Linked DNA regions of Mus musculus: region 1 is linked to region 2. The links are chromatin contacts, called in public Hi-C maps. All regions are on one chromosome and are shown on one strand. The core of a region is the stretch at or near the end of the contact, and the rest is flanking DNA. Distances in the headings are between cores, read along the strand shown. Region 1 overlaps Pcca (propionyl-Coenzyme A carboxylase, alpha polypeptide). Region 2 holds the start of Pcca (propionyl-Coenzyme A carboxylase, alpha polypeptide).

The links. Hi-C and Micro-C count contacts between places; a contact is called where the count stands out from the background.
Region 1: a Hi-C map of liver shows a contact between it and region 2, with 2.3 times the contacts expected there. The contact joins the enhancer-like site here to the promoter of Pcca in region 2. A contact is called at or near these places in 4 of 39 promoter capture datasets (the 3T3-L1 cell line, hippocampal neurons, liver and 1 more), 6 of 484 Hi-C or Micro-C datasets (brown adipocytes, embryonic retina, embryonic stem cells and 1 more) and 2 of 9 other capture datasets (adipose tissue and liver).

Annotation. Positions count from the first base shown.
Region 1 is chr14:122,601,609-122,604,676 of GRCm38.p6, reverse strand. All of the region lies in intron 6 of Pcca (propionyl-Coenzyme A carboxylase, alpha polypeptide), which reads right to left. Among named protein-coding and RNA genes, the nearest start is that of Gm46487, 27 kb to the left of the region's middle. Within about 2 kb of position 1,761, at least 6 of the 459 cell types and tissues checked have an H3K27ac peak or open chromatin away from gene starts, as enhancers often do. A contact at or near this core is called in liver, where this site is marked.
Region 2 is chr14:122,532,707-122,535,790 of GRCm38.p6, reverse strand. Pcca (propionyl-Coenzyme A carboxylase, alpha polypeptide) reads right to left here and starts at 1,463. Exons shown (of 24, transcript NM_144844.2): 1 at 1,332-1,463. The coding sequence starts at 1,424.

The sequences.
Region 1 (3,068 bases), core at 512-3,011, 69 kb before region 2:
TCTCTCCCTCTCTCCCTCTCTCCCGCTCTCCCGCTCTCCCGCTCTCCCTCTCTCCCTCTCCCTCCCTCCCTCCCTCCCTCTCTCTCTCCCTCTCTCCCTCTCTCCCTCTCTCCCTCTCTCCCTCTGTGTGTGTATGTGTGTGCATGTGTATGTTTGTCTCATATACAAACACACACACACCTCTGCTATGTTGACCTTCTGCTTGAACAAGACTTTAGGAAGCAATCTCACACTTAGTCTTGTAACAGAGACACAAGCAGGTGTCATGTCTACTCAAGTGAGCTTCATAGTCTGTCAGCTCCTCTGCTGCCCTCTGACATCACCCTGACCTACCCAGCCTTCCGGAGTCATGAGGGACAGCATTTTTCCTCCCACTGCCCAGGTCAGGAGCCTCCTCGGAGCATAAAAGAAACTGTTTTGTTAAGAGCAGCAATTGTGGCACCTGCCTGAATCAAATACTACAAAACCAGCCTGGTCTGCATATACTCCAGGCCAGCTAGGGCTTCATAGTGTGAACCTTTCTGAAAGAAAGAAAAAAGGCCATAAACATTGGAACCAATGTGTACTAGGAGCTGACTCTTCTGCCTCCAGAAGTTTTCTGAAGCCAAGCTATCCTTGTCTTCTGATATTCCTCAAATCCCATGGCCTGAACAGACAGTTGTGGCAGCCAGCCATCATCATCAAAGGAAACTCCCTGTCCCAGCACTGGTCTTACAATAAGAGCAGTTGCTGTACTTTAACCCCTGAATTTCTAAAAACCTTTAAGATTAGTAACAGAAAGCTCTTTCTATTCCCAAATCCAATACAAGTGATAGTTATAGAAGGAATAAAAATTTAGAACCCAATTTGTTCCTTGAGGAATTAATTCTGGGCTCTACATTATTATGTGTGTGGGTTTTTCCTGAACACCTATTCTAGCACTCACTACCACTGCTGCCCACTCTAACTCTCTCTTTCTCTATCCCAAGCCCCAGAACGCATGCATGCCTGTTCAACACCATTGGTAAGTCCCTCCTACACACACTGTCTGTCTTAGTCAGTGTTCTATTGCTGTGAAGAGATACCACGACATTTAACTTGAACTGGCTTATAGTTCAGAGGTTTAGTCCATTATTGTCATGGCAAAAAGCATAGTTGCATACATATAGTCATGGTACTGGAGAAGGAGCTGAGTTCTATATCTGGACCAGCGGGCAGCAGGAAGGGAGAGCAACACTGGGCCTAGCTTTATCTTCTGAAACCCCAAATTGCACCCCCAGTAACAGGCCGCCTCCAACAAGGCCACACCTCCTAATAGGGCCACTTCCTGTGGGCCTATATTATCCTGATTCTCAAGTGAGAACCCAGAACTTCAGAAAGCAGATGTGAAAGTCACTGTGAGCACTGGACTTTGGAGAATATGTATTTCATTTAATAATAGTCACAAGCATATAAATTAGATTCACTTATAAGATCAGAGCTATCTAGTAGAATCTAATAGGCAATAGGGTTCTTAAGTTACAAATATCTAATTTTATTAATTTTACATAAAATTCCAGATAAATTATATAAAAACAAGATTAAATTAAAAGAAATATGGCTATCTTATATATAAATTGTTTTTTAATAAAGAGACATTAAAACATGGTCCAAAGCAAAAGATGCCTTACATATAACAGTCACTCTGTATTTCAAACGAAACTGTCCACCCCAGCAGTGGTCACAGGAAATGCCATGATAGCCTTCCTCCTCCAAGTTTGGTGCTTCCAGCATTGGCAATGGCAGCCAGCACTGAGGTACAAGTCCATAGTCCATTCTCACAATTATTAACAATCCCCTTGGGGCTTGTCAGCAGGGGTTAAGTTAAATCCTTATGTATTGAGAAGCACATAATTTGAAAAAGGTACAGGGCCAGTGAGCCTTGACGTTATCAGGCATTGAAATGCTAGAAAAAGGTGTTTTGTATAGTTTCACTAAAAGATCTAAATATTCTGTTATTTCTGTATTTCACTTGTTTTCCTAACTGTAAAAACAGCTCAACTTGGTCCTTACAATTAATATGCCATTTATCAATCACATGTCTAATTTTGAGCTTATTTGCCAAGCACTCACAATTTTTACCACAATCTACATGTAAACATATGACACAGATTTCTTTACCCAAATTATATAACCCAATAAGTTTCCTGGTGGCAAAATGTGTCATTACATAACACACTCATCAGGTGTTCTTACACAAACAGAAAAAACAGAAAGAAAAAAAAAAAAACAAAAAAAACAACTAGGTTTAACTGAAGTCCATTAATACTGAAAAACCAATCTCAAAAACATTGGTAGAAGACCGAGTCAGCTTTAAAACATGACTCTACCCCAAACATATTAAAAGAGAAACTCTACCCTCACACAATTAGGGGAGTTATTACATCTCTATCCTGGTGAATTTTCAAAGGCTTTCTGTAAAGATACTTTTTTGGTCATGTTCTCATTTTGATAACTAGGAAATTAGAATTTAATCTGCATAACAGCAGTATTTTCAATCTAGCTCAGTTCTAAGAATATGTGGAGTCTCAAAGGAACTGAGTTCTCTTATCCTTAGATTGATGTAGATAAATGGTAAAAACAGAAATAATCCTTTTCTTTTCCAACAGGGACTATGTAAACCTTCCCACTCTAGGAGTCAGTCCCTAGTCACTTTCAGATGCCTCAAACTTTTACAATAAAGAATTCAGCTAGAGCCTTCGCTAAACAAGGAGTCAACTCCGTAAGCAGAAGTCACATTGCCTCACTTGACCTACAGAGAAAGCATCACTAACCCTAGATAGACGTTCATTCTGCAAGAGGCATGCCAGAAACTGCACATCGAGAACTGACAATGGATGCTATCCTGACACTCAGAGCCACAACGGCTCTATCACCTTTAGCCCTCCGTCCTGGTAACCAGAACTCTGTTAGATTAGTCAGCATCCTAGCTAGCACTTCCCATCTGTACAGCTGCTGGAGGTAGTGCTTACTGACAACTGACAAGCTGCTTAGCACTGCAGAATTTGATAATTCATGTCTTACCAAATTTTTACTGACTTGGAAGAAAA
Region 2 (3,084 bases), core at 214-2,713:
AGAAGAAGAAATATAGAAAATGTGACTCCAAAGACCTTACCTTCTCACTGCAGGTAATTTCATAAGAAAATGTGTAAAAGTCTTAGCAAGAGCAAATGAAGATTAAGTGATTACAGGATGATAAAAGTTAAGGAACAAAATCCGTGTGGCATTACAAAGAACAATGAGAGCCAACTTTTCAAGGCTGACACAAGGGAGAACCTTCCAGCTCACACTGCCTAAGTGGGCCTGTTTGCATTTCCTTAAAAAGAGTAAAAGGCTGAGCACAGCAGTACACTCTACACTCAGGAGTCAAGAGGCAGGGAGATCTCTGTGGCTTTGAGACCAGACTGCTCTACACAGAGTGTTCCAGAATAGCCAGGGCTACACAGAGAAACATGTTTCTCAAAAAAATAAATAAATAAAAAATAAAAAAAAATTTTTTAAAAGAGGCAGATCATATCAACTCAAATTTCAATGACCATAAACCAAACGCTGTAGAAAATAAATTTTTAACTTTTTCTACTGAGAGATAGGGAAGGATTTGAGCCTGGCCTTAAACTCACAATCCTCAGCCTTTCCAATGCTGTGATTACAGGTGCACACAGCACTACACATGATTGCACGGCAGGGAAGATTAGCAGGCACACTCAACCAGCTTTCAAGGGGTTTTCAGGGGTCATTCATTTTTAAGAAATCTGCTCAAGTGAATTAGTAAGTGTACTTTAAAAGTTGGGGAAGTCAATGCTGGCAAGGCATTCAATATATCCCATATGGAAGGAGAAAGGAGGTTAACACGAATTCCCAATCTGTGAGTCAAAATGTCACCATGACATCCAGGGTGAACCACAGTTTCTAATCAGGCTAAGCAGTTCTTAGGAAGAAAAATAAATTCAGACGGTGCATTTCTCACGCGTTACAATGGTGTCATACAGTTTAAGCAGGATTTCAAGTCACACGTGTGCTCTGTTAACAATCTTGACTTAGCACAGTATTTTCAAACTCACAGCCTTAACTATTCAAACAGCAATTCATGATGCCCCTTCAAAGTCGTTGCAAAGACAGCAAAAGAACATGTGGACTCTTAACAAGGGCTCTCTAGAAAGCTGCAGGAGAAACCAGCACCGCGAGACTCTGGGATGCAAGCCCGAAGGCCATCCCGAAGGAGTGCAGGTAAAGCTCGGACCACTTAAGCCTGTCCCTCGGATATGCGCGTTCAAGAGATGCCCAGTGGCAGGACAGAGTGTGAGTGCAGCCTGGTCAGGGCCCGGGCCTGGGGCAGCCGGGATGAACCGCGGGTGTCGCCTGGGAACCCGGAGCAAGCAGGCCCACGCGAGCCCGGTTCTGCTCACCTTCAGCGTCCCCAGCAATTGCTGCTGCGAGGACCGCCGCCAATGCCGCCTGGCCGCCAACAGCGCCACGGTCCTGACCCACTGCCCCGCCATCGTCCACCCCGCAGACTTGCCGGCTGCTGACCTCTCACCCTCGTCAAGGGGCGGGGAAGGGGAGTGCCCGCGGGACGGCCAATCAGGAGCCTTGAGCTCTAAGCTCCGCCCCCTGGCGAGTAGGCTTGGGAGGGAGCTGGTCCGACTGCGGCGCAGAGCCGGTCGCCTAGGGCTTACGCATATGGGATGAGAACCGCACTAGGACCCGGAGGGAGCCGACCAAGGCGCTCCAGCAGCCAGTCCAACTCCCCTACTGCTGAAAAAGCTGACTGGAGCCTGCTTTTGGCTTCCAAAGAACCAACGTTGGCCAATCGGGTGCATCCATGCTCCTTTTAATTTCTCGGTGGATATTTTAAAGTAGATCTCACCAATAACCATCTCTGTATCAGGACTGGTGCTCACTTACTTCGCCTGTCCTACAGAATTAACTTAAAACAGTCAGGAAGCCAGGCTGCAACATGTAGAGGTCTAGCCAAAAAGACAATTCGCAACATTTGCGATTGGCTGAGAAACTGAAAGTTCTTACCAAAGTAGGAACATAAGTAGCAAAAATTACCTGTTTCACCAGCGCCAGAGGCATTTTCCTAGTCAGGAAACCCAGTTTCCCTTCTCTTTCCCTCTTGCTACTTTCATCACCATCTTTGTATTTAGTTTGTAGTTTTAAAGTCCTGTTTTTACTGCAAAGATTCCTTCAGTGAAAGGGGCCTGTAATAGAAACTACTTGGCTCTATAAAGGGACTTAATCACGGAGCCTGAGGACCTAAGTCTGATTTCTAGGACCTAAATCAGAGGAAAGCACTAAGTTCCACAAGTTATTCTCTGACCTCCATATGCATGTCATGTACACACACATGTACACACATACATATACACACAAATAATTTTTCCATCTGAGAAGTACAAGTAAATACATTGAAGAAAAATTATAATATCCAATTGTAATTTTTATTTATGTATACTTTTGTGTATAAGTGCCTGCATGACTATATGTGTACCATATGTGTGCCTGGTGCCTGCAGAGGTCAAAGGGCATCAGATTCTTAGAACTGGAGTTACATCAGTTGTGAGCCACCACGTAGGTACTGGGAATCAGTGGTTTGGTTTTTTTTTTGTTTTGTTTTGTTTTGTTTTGTTTTTAAGATTTATTTATTTATTATATGTAAGTACACTGTAGCTGTCTTCAGACACACCAGAGGAGGGCGTCAGATCTTGTTACGGATGGTTGTGAGCCACCATGTGGTTGCTGGGACTTGAACACTGGACCTTTGGAAAAGCAGTCGGGTACTCTTACACACTGAGCCATCTCGCCAGCCCCGGAATCAGTGTTTTTAACTGTTGAGCCATTTCTCCAACACTGATAAGATCCCTGTAAGCAGCCCATGAAATGCCTGTCTTGCTCTCAACTTTGTCCCTGAAGAGCAACCATAGGAGATTCTTGGAGCTTTATGTCAAAGAGACTCTCTCATTCTGGTAATAACTTACTAGATAAGAATATTAATCCGATTATGGCAATTTTCAAAGTTCTCAGATATGGTTGAAAGCTCCAACCCCACCCTCACAATTCTGTCCACAATTATTTTCATGGAAGCAAAGGGGAAATTTTTAATTACCACTGTCCTTAAGACTGATATAACTAGCTAGTCCGTTTAATTATAATCTA